Linked DNA regions of Rattus norvegicus: region 2 is linked to region 1. The links are chromatin contacts, called in public Hi-C maps. All regions are on one chromosome and are shown on one strand. Each heading gives the region's core, a stretch centred on a gene start, on an enhancer-like site or on the middle of the called end of the contact. The rest is flanking DNA. Distances are from core to core; before and after follow the strand shown.

What was found. A called contact is a pair of places that touch in the nucleus more often than the background predicts.
Region 2: a Hi-C map of Schwann cells shows a contact between it and region 1, with 2.5 times the contacts expected there. The contact joins the enhancer-like site here to the promoter of Ints6 in region 1. A contact is called at or near these places in 3 of 12 Hi-C or Micro-C datasets (Schwann cells, hepatocytes and liver).

The regions. Positions count from the first base shown.
Region 1 is chr15:41,173,633-41,180,745 of GRCr8, reverse strand. It overlaps Ints6 (integrator complex subunit 6), which reads left to right and starts at 2,632. Exons shown (of 18, transcript NM_001271488.1): 1 at 2,632-2,967; 2 at 3,284-3,361; 3 at 4,176-4,325. The coding sequence starts at 2,857.
Region 2 is chr15:41,234,311-41,241,423 of GRCr8, reverse strand. No RefSeq gene overlaps it. Among named protein-coding and RNA genes, the nearest start is that of Wdfy2, 22 kb to the left of the region's middle. Within about 2 kb of position 4,128, at least 20 of the 93 cell types and tissues checked have an H3K27ac peak or open chromatin away from gene starts, as enhancers often do. A contact at or near this core is called in Schwann cells, where this site is marked.

The DNA.
Region 1 (7,113 bases), core at 1,383-3,882:
TATATTTATACACACACACACACACACACACACACACACACACACACACACACACACACCCTATTTCCTGTTCAGGTAGATGGCCCTGTCATTTAGAACTTCTGAGCTTCCTGGCTGAACACCTGATCTTTGGTCCCCAGCGCCATTGCAAGCATGGGTTTTGGTTATTTGCTCCAGGTTAGTTCTCAAGACTTGGCTCTCCTGATCTTTGCGTCTAACCTGCATCTTCACCACACGCCTCCATAGCAACCCGAGATTGACAACCTGCAAATGCCACTGAGTCAGGGAAGAACTGCCAACTGGAAAATGACGACAAATAACTGTAAAAGGTTCAGTGAGTACCAGAGTGTATCAGCAGACTCATTCCCTTCAAACGTGGTTTTGGTTCTCACACACACACACACACACACACACACACACACACACACACACACTTGGTCAGAACTGATCTAATGATCTAACATGGAGGGGGAAATTTCTTTCTCAGGACTAAAGGTGATCTGCTATCTGGGCCTAATGACCTTGCTGGCTGGTGCCTCGGTCTAGCTGTGACTATGAGCAAAGCTGTTCTTTCTTCATATTTTTAGGGCCCCGATTTTTTTCTTCCCTTTTTTCACTAGCAGCTGCTACTTCTTTAGCTCATACTAGACTCATACTATTCCATAATACACAGGAAGTAGACATTATTATGGCCGGTTTTCAGACAGGCAGCTTTCACACACACCTGAGAGGCCCTGGTGAAAAAAAAATGAGACTAATTTTCTAAAAATTATGGACTAACATGGAAAAGAAAGACGTCAGAGCTGTGAAAACAACTTTTGTATTGTCACTGAACTCTGATTAGGAGATCTTGAGATCTGGAGTCTTAAGCAGTAAACATAAACCTTGGAAACTATTCCTATTAGCTCCAATTTAAGAGATTTTTTTTTCTTCTTGAATTACAGTAATCATTTTCTGATTTTCAACGTTTTTATATTTTCTTAGAATACTGCAAACTTTTTTTGAAGATAGGGACCACACCTCATAACTAGCATGCAACATATACTGGTTATTTAATCAGTTGTGATCTTACTCTCTAATAAACTCATGCCTCTACTATGGTTCATTCCCATAGAACACTATGCTACTATTGATTGTTAGTAAGTTAAAAAATATTCGGAGGCTTTTTTGTTTTTGAAATATTAGGAAAAGCCCAAACAACAAAGCCTGATTTTTAAAACGTGCCACAAGCATGTCACTTCAGATGCCTAGCAGGACAGAATTTCAGCGTAGAGAAAATCCGGAAATGCAGAGCCAACGGGAGAGGCCCTTCAAATACCTAGTCTTAAAAAGGTCTCAATGTTCCAAATTCAATTCATATTTTAGGCAGCGGGTCTTGCAGTTCCCCAACTTCATATGAGAACAAATCTCCAGACTTGCAGGTGCAGATTGAAGACTTTAGGTAACGTGACGGGCTGAGAATGTTTTCCGACACAATACTGGCAAAGACTGAGAGGCGGGTTTCCCAGGAACCTATCCATTCTCTGGGTCACCTGCGAAACGTGGTCATCCCTTTTCACTTTTAAAACGAGGGCAGTGGATTGGGGTTTGGAAAGCCCCTTTTATTTCTTAATATAGTCTAGTTAGTGCCTTAACAATTTGAAGACGGAACTAGGTTGGAGAGGACAGTTGCTTTACTAGTCTACATTTGAGTTCCGCTTCGTGTTTGCAGGGCTGGCTTCCTCTTCGGTGGATCCTCTGACCAGCTAGAGCCGGAGCCGAATGACTGGCCGGGATTAATACCAGGTCATAAACAACCTCTCACTTCCCCTCCCCCTGGGCCGCCCCAAGGCCCGGCCTGCTGCCGCCGCGTGGGCCTGCGCGGTCCCGTATCCTTCGTCAGTTCACCCTTCTCGGCCCTGCACTCTTAATCACGACACAGAGCCCTCACCCACAGGTTGGGGGCGGCTTCCACTTCCCTTCTCCCGACCCTGTCACGGTGCACAGCCAAAAGGCCGGACGCCCTGACACACACGCCTACAGCCCGCTGCCGCCCTACGCGCGCTGACGCAGTCCCCGGCCCAACCCGCGGTGCTTCCGCGGCCTGTCCCCGCCCCTTCCCGGAGCCCGCCTCCCGGCTGCGGGCCTCGGGCCGTCCGCCTCCCCTTGCGCTGGTTCCAGCGTGCACCCGCTGCCCCGCCTCTGCGCGTGCTCAATAACTGTCCTCTCAGTCGGCCTGCAGGCTTCCCCCGCCCCTGAGCTGTTTGAATATGCTAATGAGGCTGTAAGGACCAGCCAATAGGGCAGAGGGTCTCTGGATCACATGACTCGAGTACGTGTCAGGGGCGGAGCCTACGTAGCCCCTGCCCGAGTTAAAACCGGAGTGTGAGAGAGAAAAGCGCTTCAGTAGCGAGAGGGGCTGAGAAAGTGGTGACACCGCTGGGGTGCGGAGGGAGTCTCTCAAACTTCTCTCAACAGCCCCAGGGCCAATCTCCCCTCAGCCCACTCCCCTGTTCGCCAGATCCCTGGTCCCCACTCCCTGCACTGGGGGTGGGGTGGGGAACTGGGCCCGTCTCCCGCGGGGACACACACAGGGGCCGGGAGTGGGGACGGGACCCCCAGGCCGGGGGGGACGGACGGACAGACGGCCGCGCGGCCGCCCCAGCGGGCAGGCAGGCCGGAGGCGGGGGTACGGCCGGGTGGACCTGGGCTGGGGAGTTTCCTCTCAACTATCGGGGGAGAAACTCCCCATAGCCGGTGTTTTCCTCCCGGGGGCCGCGTTCCCCGCCCCGCATATCGGCGGTTGCCGCCGCCGCTGGTGCCTCCACCTCTGCCATCTCTTCACCACCTCGGGCCCCGGTGTCCCCGGCCAGCACTATGCCCATCTTACTGTTCCTGATAGACACGTCTGCCTCTATGAACCAGCGCAGCCATCTGGGCACCACCTACCTGGACACGGCCAAAGGCGCGGTAGAGACCTTCATGAAGGTACCGACTGACCGAGCCCGGGTGGCGACCCCGACCCGGTGGCCCGCGGGGGGCAGGGCGGGGGGCAGCGGGTTTACTGCGGGCTCCGCGGGCGCGGGGACCCCTCCCCCACCGCGCTGGCGGGCGGGCGGGCGGGCGGGCGCTGGGAGCGGGCTCTGCTGGGCCTGGCCCATGTGGGGCTGCTGTGGGTGCGGGGGGCGGCGGAGGGACGGCCCTGCGTGTGCGGTACTGTGGGGGCGGCCAGCGACCCTTCTGTGACTGGTAACCTCGCCTCTGTGCTTCCCTCTCTCCCGCCTGTCCCCACCCTGGCCCGCAGCTCCGTGCCCGGGACCCTGCCAGCAGAGGAGACAGGTATATGCTGGTCACTTTCGAAGAGCCGCCCTATGCTATCAAGGTAACAGCCCTCGCCCTCCCCCCTCCCTTCCCTGCTCCTTCCTAGCTCGCCCTCCCCGCCCCCTCTTCATTATGCTCCCCTCCCCCACCGCCGCTCCCGCCTCCAGGTCCCTTCCCCGCGGCCTCCCGCCCCTCCCCAGCTCGGGAGCGCCAGCGCGGTGGCAGTTTCTGGCCCACCGCCGTCCCCTCCGGGTCCAGCTCGGCCTGGCGGCGGAGGCGCTACGATCAACATGGCCGACATTTCCCCTCCGCGGCGTGAGCGGCAGCAATGAACTGTGGGGGATATTTATTCAAGTTAGCCCGAGTGACAGCGGGGCCCAGCCTTGCCTTGCCCGGTTTTGCATTAAAAGGGAATCAGCCAAGCTGGCAGGGAAGCCAGGAAGGGGGCTTCGAGACTTGGTCATCACTGAGTGGAACTAGGAAGGCCACAGATCGGTGGGACAGCTGTGGTCAACTTAAGAAGTCCTGCTGCCATCTGCCTTCCACTAGCACCTTCGAAACACCCACCCCTTACACACAATTTGGAGGATGTTATATTAGCAAATTTCCCAGTTGAAGTTATTAAAGTATTAAGACGGTTGTTACTTAACAAAAGGTGTAGGGGCGAGCAGATTGATTCTTGGCCACCTTTGGAAGAGTTTCCTCACCAGAGACAACAGTTATAACACATTCCCCAAACTGTATCAAGCAAAAATGAAGTTAAATATACAAACCCAAAATGGAATACCTGCTTAGTGGACATCACATTATAATCGGTGTCCATGTGTGTACATGGCTTCAACTGATAAAAAAAAATCTTACATCTTTCTTTTCAGGCTGGATGGAAAGAAAACCATGCAACGTTTATGAATGAACTGAAAAACCTTCAGGCAGAAGGACTTACGACTCTTGGCCAATCCCTAAGGACAGCTTTTGATTTGTTAAATTTAAATAGATTAGTAACTGGCATAGACAACTATGGGCAGGTAGGTTGAATACTAAGGTAGAAAAGAGTTGTTTTTATTTATGTGTACAAAACCACAAACCAGTCCAAAAGTATGTAACCTGGAATGCAAGTATAAAACATTCGAGGTTGAAAAACAGTGCACACAGTTCAAAACACCTAAGGTGTATGGTCTTACATCCCCAGTCCCCCTTTAAATGTATCTGCATTCAGAATTCAAACCTGAATTCTTGGCTAGAAAGTTGACACAAATTTGGTTTCAGTCCCTCAAAGTTCATAAAAGACACACAACGGAAGATGTCCTGTCTCAGTGTGCTGGTCTGAAATTTCTTGTAGGCACATATGTAACTATTGAATAGGTCACAGCCAGTATTGCCTCTGTATTATAGAGATGTTGGGCAAAATGATTGTTAGCCGAGGGTTTAGTTTAGCCTAGACGGTGTACTCAGAAAGGCAAGGTTTTACCATAGAGTGCAGTAACTGGTTGACTACATTCATTATGAAGCTGAAAATAAATGGCAGATTCTTAATTTCTAAAGTTTAAAATTCCAAGACTGTGGGAAGATGTTTCCTGGAGAACCTGAAAGCCTGCCTGTTTTCCTGAAGCTCCCCATAAGTCCTTTTTTTCATCTGTTGAGGATAGGGCAAGAGCTTCAAGTCACAACAGTCATTCACCACAATGTCGATAACTTTTATGATATTGCTGTCCTAGAAATACAAGATAACCAAAGAATATGCAGTGGTGTACACAAGGAGTAATATCACACCCAAGGATTTCAGTATGCAAAGCACTATTACCATAATGCTATATTTAGGAATATATGTTATACACTTTTCCCAAGTTCCATAATGCACAGTTCTCATGAATTTTGAACATGTTAAGGAAAATTTCCAGTGACTTCAAGCTATATGCCTCAATTGGGAATAATTCTTAAACATCTTTAAAAACTAGTTGAATTTAGTCCTTATAGCATTTAAAGTATGCATTACAAATCAGGCTTATCTGAAAATCATTTCCATCATTTAGGTAACTATAGTAACACATTTTTTTGTTGCTTTATTTTATAATTCTTGCCACTTGTTGGTCAGTTTCTGTAAAAGCATTTTTTTCCTTTGTTATATGTAGTGCTGTTGTCTTTAACATTTAAAATTTAATCCAAACTTGATGAGTTCAAACACCTTTGAAACTTGTTATTTAGTTCCTTTCTTTCGTTGTCTGGTTCTGTGTTGTAGAACTATTTCCTGTTTTTCTGTGTCATATTTCATATGAGGGAAGGACATTTGGTTACATACACCTCCTACATTTTTAAAACATGGCATAAAGTCCTGTAGGAGAATTGTTTACCATGGAGTGTTCGAGGGCATTTGTGTGCTTACTCTTGTAGGAAGTTTCAGGCTGAAGGGAGAACTGTTCTGAGCTTTATTGCTTTGACCAACAGAAAAACCCTGGAGACTATGATGTTCTCACTGGCCAGACGACAAGGACGAAAGATGCTCCGTAGTTGTTTCAGTGACTCTGCTAGGATGCAAGAAGCAGTATTGATGCTCTTTGCTTATGTCCTGAACTTTTACATAATGAAACTAGCATTAAAATAATTTAAAACGCTACAATTTCTGAATAAATAGAAATTTTTATTTGAGTAAAGTTGACTTAGAAGAAAACAGTCTTCTGGATTTTTTCATCATGAAACCATTTTTGTTTATTTAAATATCTTGTTATTTCCTATTTATATAAAGGTGGTCAGAATTTTGGAAGATTGAAACTAATTTAATACTAAATCTCGTTTGGATATTTGGAAAAGAGCATTAGGATGACTTTATTCTGTAACCTTAGCATTTTTTTATATAAGCATTTCATGTTGAATAATAGGAGTACTAAATATGTTCTCAGTAGTTGGAGAGAGTGAGAGAATGTGGGTTAACTGGAAGACAGCATGTTACTTTTACAGAGCAGCTCTACAACTTAATATAGTTCCAAGTTATTTTCTTAAATATGGGTTAATTGTGCACGTTTATTTATATACTTATATCAGTAACCCTTTCTCATATACATACAGATACATAGGTGATTTCAAATAATCAGTTGTAAGAACACTGATTTCTGTATTGCATTTATTAACTTAATACTCTTTTTTTTTTTTTTTTCTTTTCTTTTTTTTCGGAGCTGGGGACCGAACCCAGGGCCTTGCGCTTGCCTACGCTCTACCACTGAGCTAAATCCCCAACCCCTAACTTAATACTCTTTAAATATTTATTTATGTATATGAGTGTTCTGCTACACTGTACATCTACTGTGTACACCTGCATGTCAGAAGAGAGCATCAAATCATGAGCCACCATGTAGGTGCTGGGAATTGAATTCAGGACCTCTGGACAAACAGCCAATGTTCTGTAACTGCTGGCCATCTCTCCAGCTCCCAACTTAGTATGCTTAATTAGATAGAAGACTCAGGATTGTAAGGTTAGAAATAGCTGAGCAAAAAGGATTCTTGAATAGTTTTCTCAAACACCTTGAAAACACTAACAATTGTTCTACCTATATAAAGGTCCTTTTAAAAACTTGGTAATTAGTACCATTTGCTGGTTTTTCTATAGCCATAGATCAGTGTTAACCTCTAGTAATCCCTTCCCTTTACAGGCAGTACATTTTAACAATTTCAGATGGGTCTGAAAATAAGCTCTAGTTGATAAGATTAAGAATGCAGACAGGTTGAACAGTATTACATAAATTTTTTATATTCTGTGGGGTTTTTTGTTCATTTGTTTTTCAGTGTTTGCAGCATTTCTGTTTGGTTTTGGTTTTTGAAGTT
Region 2 (7,113 bases), core at 2,879-5,378, 59 kb before region 1:
TCCCTACTCTCTCTTCTTCAGACTCAGTGTATCTCGGCCTTAGGGTGAGGTTGTTGATTCATCTGAAATTGAGTTTTCTGTAGGGAGATAAGTATGGTTTTTTTTTTTTATTCTTCTACATTAACCCATCCAGTTTGACTAGCACCATTTGTTGAAGATTCCCCACCCCCACTGTGTATTTCTGGCTTCTTTATTAAAAATCAGGAGTCCATAGGTGTGTGAACTTATTTCTGGGATTTCAATTCCCTTACATCGTTCAAGGATTTCAATCCCCTTACATCGTTCAGTGTATCTACTTCTATGTTGATGCCATGCTGGTTTTACGACTATCGCTTCTGCAGTACAATTTGAGATCAGGGATAGCGACACCTCCATCAGTTCTCTAATCATCTGAACTGTTTTAGCTCTCCTGGGATGCTTATGTTTTCATATTAAGCCGAAATTTTTCCTTTCAATTTCTGTGAAGAAATTGGAGTTTTGGGTTTTTTTTTCTTTCTGATAATAGCATATATGTTTATTCTTTCCATCCCAGTGTCAAGGAGCAGAAACTACATAATTCTATTTTCAATGTTACAAAGATATGTATTTACATGTTTGAATATAAAAATGTGATTGCCTGTACATTTGCTTGAAATCAAGCTGCGAATTCTAAGAACAAAACAAGGAGACAAAGAGCTATCTGTAGAAATTGGAGTTTTGAGGGAAATTGCATTGAAACTGTAGATTGTTTTTGGCAGGATGGCCATTTTTACTATCTATATCAATCCTACTGATTCATGAGCATGGGAGATCTTTCCATTGTCTGTCATCTTCTTCAATTTCTTTTTTAATTATCTTAAGGCTTTTTACTGTACAGTTCTTTCACTTGCTTGGTTAGAGTTACCGCAAGATATTTTATATTATTTGAAGCACTGTCATTTTTGTTGTTGTTGTTTGTTTTGGTTTGGTTTTGCTTTAAAGATTTATTTATTTATTTAATGTATATGAGTACACTGTCGCTGTCTTCAGACACACCAGAAGAGGGCATTGGATCCCATTACAGATGGTTGTGAGCCACCATGTGGTTGCTGGGAATTGAACTCAGGACCTTTGGGAGAGCAGTCAGTGCTCTTAACCACTGAGCCATCTCTCCAGTCTTAATTCTTTTAAAAATACTTCTTCATAAATGATATAGTGCTTTTGATCCTACATAAGGGAGGAACTAATTTCTTGCTTTGAAGTCATTTATTTTTAAAAGCATATAACTTAAAATGTAGTTCACAAATACTTTGTCAGGTTCCAAAGGTAGAGAGTGGTACACAGAGGGATAAACTTTCTTCCTTGAGGCACCTAGCCACTAGGTTCTTTTCCATAGAACATCTATATTCTATTAGAGAATAGAGATTAAAAAAAAAAAAAAGGAGGAGGAGGAGTATCTGGAGAGATGGCTCAGTAGGTAAGAGTGAGCACCAGAGTGTGGTTCTGAGTTCCCACGCATGTTGGCATACAACCTTCTGTAATTTCAGCTCCAGGGGATCCTACCTCGTTTGCTTATGCACATGCACACACATATACACAATTTAAAATTATTTTTAAAAATAAATATTTATGGGCTGGAGACATGGCTCAGTGGTTAAGAGCACAGACTGCTCTCCCAGAGGTCCTGAGTTCAATTCCCAGCAACCACATGGTGGCTCACAACCATCTGTAATGGGATCCGGTGCCCTCTTCTGGTGTGTCTGAAGACAGTAACAGTGTACTCAGTCACATACATTAAATAAAATAAATTTTGGGGTTGGGGACTTAGCTCAGTGGTAGAGTGCTTGCCTAGCAAGCGCAAGGCCCTGGGTTCGGTCCCCAGCTCCGAAAAAAAGAAAAATAAAATAAAATAAAATAAATTTTAAGAAAATATTTGCACAAAGAGTTCCCGACGTTTACGTGATACGGTGATGTCAAATGGCTCAGTGACAAGCTGAGACCCCAGAAGTTAGAAGGGAGGAACCGAGACACGCGTCTAGTCAGCTAGTCAAATTTTAACTTCCTTCTACTTCCCCAGGAGAGCCAGATACTAATCTGAACTCCAATTTACCAAGTCATAGCAATAGATCCACCTAAAGTACACTATATAACTGCATAAAATGCAAATGCCCGCTACCTCATTGTCCCTGCTAGAGATGGCAAATGAGATTGGCCCCTGATGTCCCTGAGATAGCAGGCCAGGAGCATAGTGACAAATGTTTAGCTTCTTCAGTTAGATGAAAAACTAAAGAAATCAAAATCCTGGCATGAAAACAACTTGAAAGCCTTTCCCTAAGTAAAGGTGAACCACGCTGTAAAGAACTTGGAGCAGTCACATGAGCTTCAGTGAGCAATGCAGGTGACTGGACCTTACCCGGAGCCAGTGCTAGAGGGGCAGGGATGAGTCGTTGCTAAAGCCTGGGGCAGTGGAAGCAGATGGAGCAATCTGGGGGGAACAGAGCTTGTTTAAGGAAATCAAACTCTACCATTGCTTCATTGTATTAGGGGGTGTTTTCATCCCTCGACATGTCACGTCCCTGTGACAATGCTAGAGACCGCAACAACAGACGCTGGTCTCAGTGTCTGGGCAGTGTTGAAGAAACCACCCTCCTGTGTCTGTCCCCTAAGCTTCCCCTGTGGTCCCCCTTGCTGTCCACATCAGGCTCTGGTGTTACAGTCACAGGTAGCTCAGGTGACTTTCTACAAGGGACCCAGGAATTTAAACCCAGATCCTCGTGGTTGCAGTGTTCTTTCTTACCTGCTGATCCATCTCCCACCCCCCAACATGTTAAAAACTGCAGTTGTGTTGTTTTTAAATATAAATATTATACAACTTCATATAAAGAAAGAATAAAAAAATTACGTAAAGTTTTTAAAAGGTGGAAAAGCTGGGGGGTAAACAGAGGGTGCTTAATGTTAAAATTCAGTTTCTAGCATGTGAGTGTCTCTGGGTTGCCTAGTGTCTGTCTGATTCTATCCTTGCCTTTCTTCAACCTATTTATTTACAGCACAGGCATTGCCCACAGTGGGCTAGACATCAGTCATTAATCAACAAAGTGCCCACAGACGTGCCCACAGGCCAGTCTGATGGAGGCATTTCCTCAGTTGAAGCATTTCTCAGGTAACTCTAGCGTGCATCAAGTGGACATAAATTTAGCCCACATACCTCATCAGAAGTAAAAGCCAAGAGCGTCACTGTGCTCTTAACGATTATGGTATCTGTCACCCATCAGTGTGCTTTATGTGAGCTGATTTCAGAGCAGGTCTGGCTCCGAGCTGTCGTTGAGGCAAGCCGGGTCCTTGTCCTTGTCCTCGGCCTAGAGTTCTCTTCTCCTCCCCAGTCAGAGCTTCCTGGCCTCACCCAAGTACCAGCTTTCTTTTTCTTTTTCTCCAGTTTAAGTTTGTTTTATTGTGTCTCTTTTTCATTTTGCTTTACCTATTGTTGTTCTTGCTGTGTGTGTGTGTGTGTGTGTGTGTGTGTGTGTGTGTGTGTGCTTGTCCTGTCATATGCAGTACACTTTCCATAGAGTAATGCTGAACATTGTTTTGGTCACTGCTGCATCCCTGGCCCCAGCTGAGGGACAGAGTGACAGCACTGTGGAAGGAATTCAAGGAAGTGCTAGGTTCTTCTCCATCCACCATCTCATGTTGTCTTCTGGTAAAGGTTTGACTTTCCTCACAGTGCATTACCAGTGTCGGACATTATTATAAATGATGTTTTTATGTTCGATGTCGATCTTCCCTGAAATTAAAACTAAACCAAAAGCACCCTTCCTTTCTTCAGGCTGGAGTTTGAAAACACTGCTTCACATGGGCATATGCTTCATAGCCACCTGAAAGAGACAAAGATTACAGCAAGAAGTTTGCAGTCTTCTCCGCACCGGTGACATTTATTGCTTTTGGATTAAAATTAATGATGAATTTCCACCCAAGTTCAAATTGACCTTTTCTATTTCGGCATGACTTCTTCAGCCCACAAGACTCATTTTAACTTTTGTTCCAGTGGTGTGGCCTTGCTCTCTGCCTTCGCCTGGGTGGAAATAAGGCCCGCCCACTGTGTCTCTGCTTCCCACAGCAGATGACTTGCAGGCCACAGCGTCATTTAATGGTGTTCTTGAAAAAAAGGTGATGACTCACTCCACAGCCCCTGGGGAGGGAGGAGGTGATTGCAAACAATTTAGAGCCGTGCAGGAAAGCCCAGCATAAATGCCTCACAGCAATCAAAACCGACCAAAAAAAAAATTGTCTTGTCTAAACTTGATTGAATGCTGATTTTATTTTTCCAGAAAGATTTTAGCTGAGCAGTCTACTGAGCATCACTACTTCCCTTTCTCTGACATAGTAGAAGTTGTAACCATACCAACCAGATAATATGTTTTTCAAAGGAAGATTACCCTAAAGAATAAAAAAGGAAAGTTTTTTTTTCTCAAAACATGTGATTTTCACTTTATGGGGATGAGTGTCACAGCTTTATACAGATTTTTATGAAAGGAGCGTTAAGGGGTTTGTTTTGCTTTTCAAAATAGAAACCAAGATTTAAGACACATCAGTTCCCTGAGTCAGTACAAGGGCGAGATCCCAAAGCACTCCCCACTCCCAACTTGGCCTCTCGATGCCTGAAACCTTGAAAAGTGGGGGTGCCTTTGTTTGTTTGAAGACTTCATTTGTGGGACTGAGAGTGTAGTGCAGGGGTCTGGTTTACCAAGACCTACAAGGCCTGGGTTGCAATCCCTAGCACAGAAAATGCAGCCCACCCTTCACAGTTTGGAAAAGCCCCTATAGCTGTTAAAAGCTCACTGCTTGCCTGATTTTGCTTCCTGGTACTGCAATAAACATAGTGACCCAAAACAAACTTGGGGAGAAAGGTTTTTATGTCAGCTTGCAACTTCTAGGGCATACTCCATCACTGAGAGAAGCCAAGGCAAGCGCTCGGGTGGGAACTGATGCCTAGGCCATGGACGGGCGCTCCATTGGCTTGGTCCTGGTGGCTTGCTCAGTCTGCTTTCTTTTTTTCCCCAGGACTCCCTGCCTCGGGCAGCACCCTGCATCTTGGGCTGGGCCCTCCCACATCAATCATTAATTAAGAAATTCCCTGTCAGGCTTGCTTTCAGCTCAATATAATGGAGCCTCTTCTCAATTAATACTCCGTCTTCCCAGATGACCCTAACATCGAATCGACAACTAACCAGCATGCTGCTTTGGCAGAGGAATGGAGTTTGGTCCCCATCACCCACATCTTTGACTGACAGCCACCTATAACTTCGGTTCTGGGTGATCCAATACCTTTGGCAACAGCACACATATGCCCATCGCCCATGTACAAATAAATAAACGTGGTCAAATTAAATATTTTAAAACTCACTTATTAAAATAATAATGGACCCGTTTGGGGTTGCTGGTTAAACTTCTTAGCTGCTTTTACCCTGAAGCTACGGCCTTTGTGGAGGTCTGTGGAAGGTTCCCACTGTACCTCAGTTGAGATTTCTGAGGGTAGGAATAGTGTTGGGAGGAAATCAGATGAAGAAGTGGTGGGCAGTACTCAATGTGAATGGAACAGCATATGCAAAGACTCGAAGGCCACGCTCCCCACACGTCTTTGCCACTCCAGGACACGGCCCAGCTCTTACTTGTCACCATAAAACAAAGGCAATCTGGGTGTAGTGGCACAATCTTGGGATAGAGATGGGAAGATCCCAATGTCAGGGCTACCCTAAGCTACCAGAAATAGTATCTTAGTAACACAAAGTTTACAAATGGGCAAAGCAACCACGTCAATCACCATCATCATTGCCGTCTTCCTCATCATCAAGTATGCCCTGGTGTCTGTCAGTACAATAGCTAGTAATATACTCTCGGAGAATTTAATTTCTCTTGCTGATTAGGAAGATTAATGCTAGTGTTTCTGTGGCTTTAGTAATGACGATTACCTAACCACAATGCCGGGGACTTGAGACCTTAAGCAGGGAGTCGCACATCATATTTAGTTCAGTATAATTTATTTAGTAAATAGGTTGTGATTTCTACATGATCTTTATTAAATTAGTCTAAAGGAATCCCTGCCATCGTTTTCAAATTCGCAATTGAGGGTTACCAATGAAGTACTGTCTGATTCTGACACTTCTGCTAGGTCTTCAGTCCACGAGGCTGTCCCAGTGTCTCAGCAGTTCCGATCTTGAGCTGAAGGCCTAAAGGACTCCTGGAGAGCAGCTGGTCTTCAGCCTACACTGGGGTCCTGAAGAAGTTGGATTCAACACCAGGGAAGACATACCCAGCAAGAGGAGAGATGAATGTCCAGCAAGAGTGAGGACACACAAGCAAAAAGAAAATTTCCCATGTCTTTTATCTGGGAAGCCACTGGAAAGTGCCACCTCTTTTAGAGTGGGTCTTCCTGCCACAAGTAATCTGATCAAGAAAACCCCTCACAGGAACGCCCGACTTGGGTTCTAGTTGTTTGTAGATGCAGTCAGGTTGACAACCAAGGTTACCTGTTTACAGGTAGTACGTGCTCTTAATCACCAAGCCACCTTGCCATCTGCCTGGAATAAGACGACGGAGTAGACTTTCCTGACTTCTTCTATCTATAAGCACAGAGAAGGGAGCAGAAAGAAGAGAAGTAAAACCCACCACAGAGACAACTCAGAAGCGTTTCTCCTTCTTAAAAATAGATACCTGGAGACCTCTACCCCTTACTACAAAGCAAGCTAGTAATTGATGTAGGAAATGATCTAATTTGTTGAGTTTTCATGGTTCCCAAGCCAGGTGAGGGGTGGTGGAGTGTTGCCCATGCCCCCGACAGCTCTCAAATAGCACTGGCAGAAGTGGGTGACTCCACCCAAATCAGGCATGGGCCTGCTCATCATGTGGTATCATTACCACATAATGATAAGCTGGTTAGGCTTTGTCATTGTCCAGTTGTCAGACATCATGTGACAGCAGTCTGCCAATCTAGCTGATATGCTTTTAAGGCCCCTGTTCCCCCTCCCTAACCCCCCATTGCAGCACCTCCTTTGTCATGCCCTCACTCCCATTCAAGCTATATAATCTAACCCTTCTATCTCAATAAACAAGATGTCCTCTGACACAGTCTCCTAGGTTATCCATACTTACTGCTGCCCA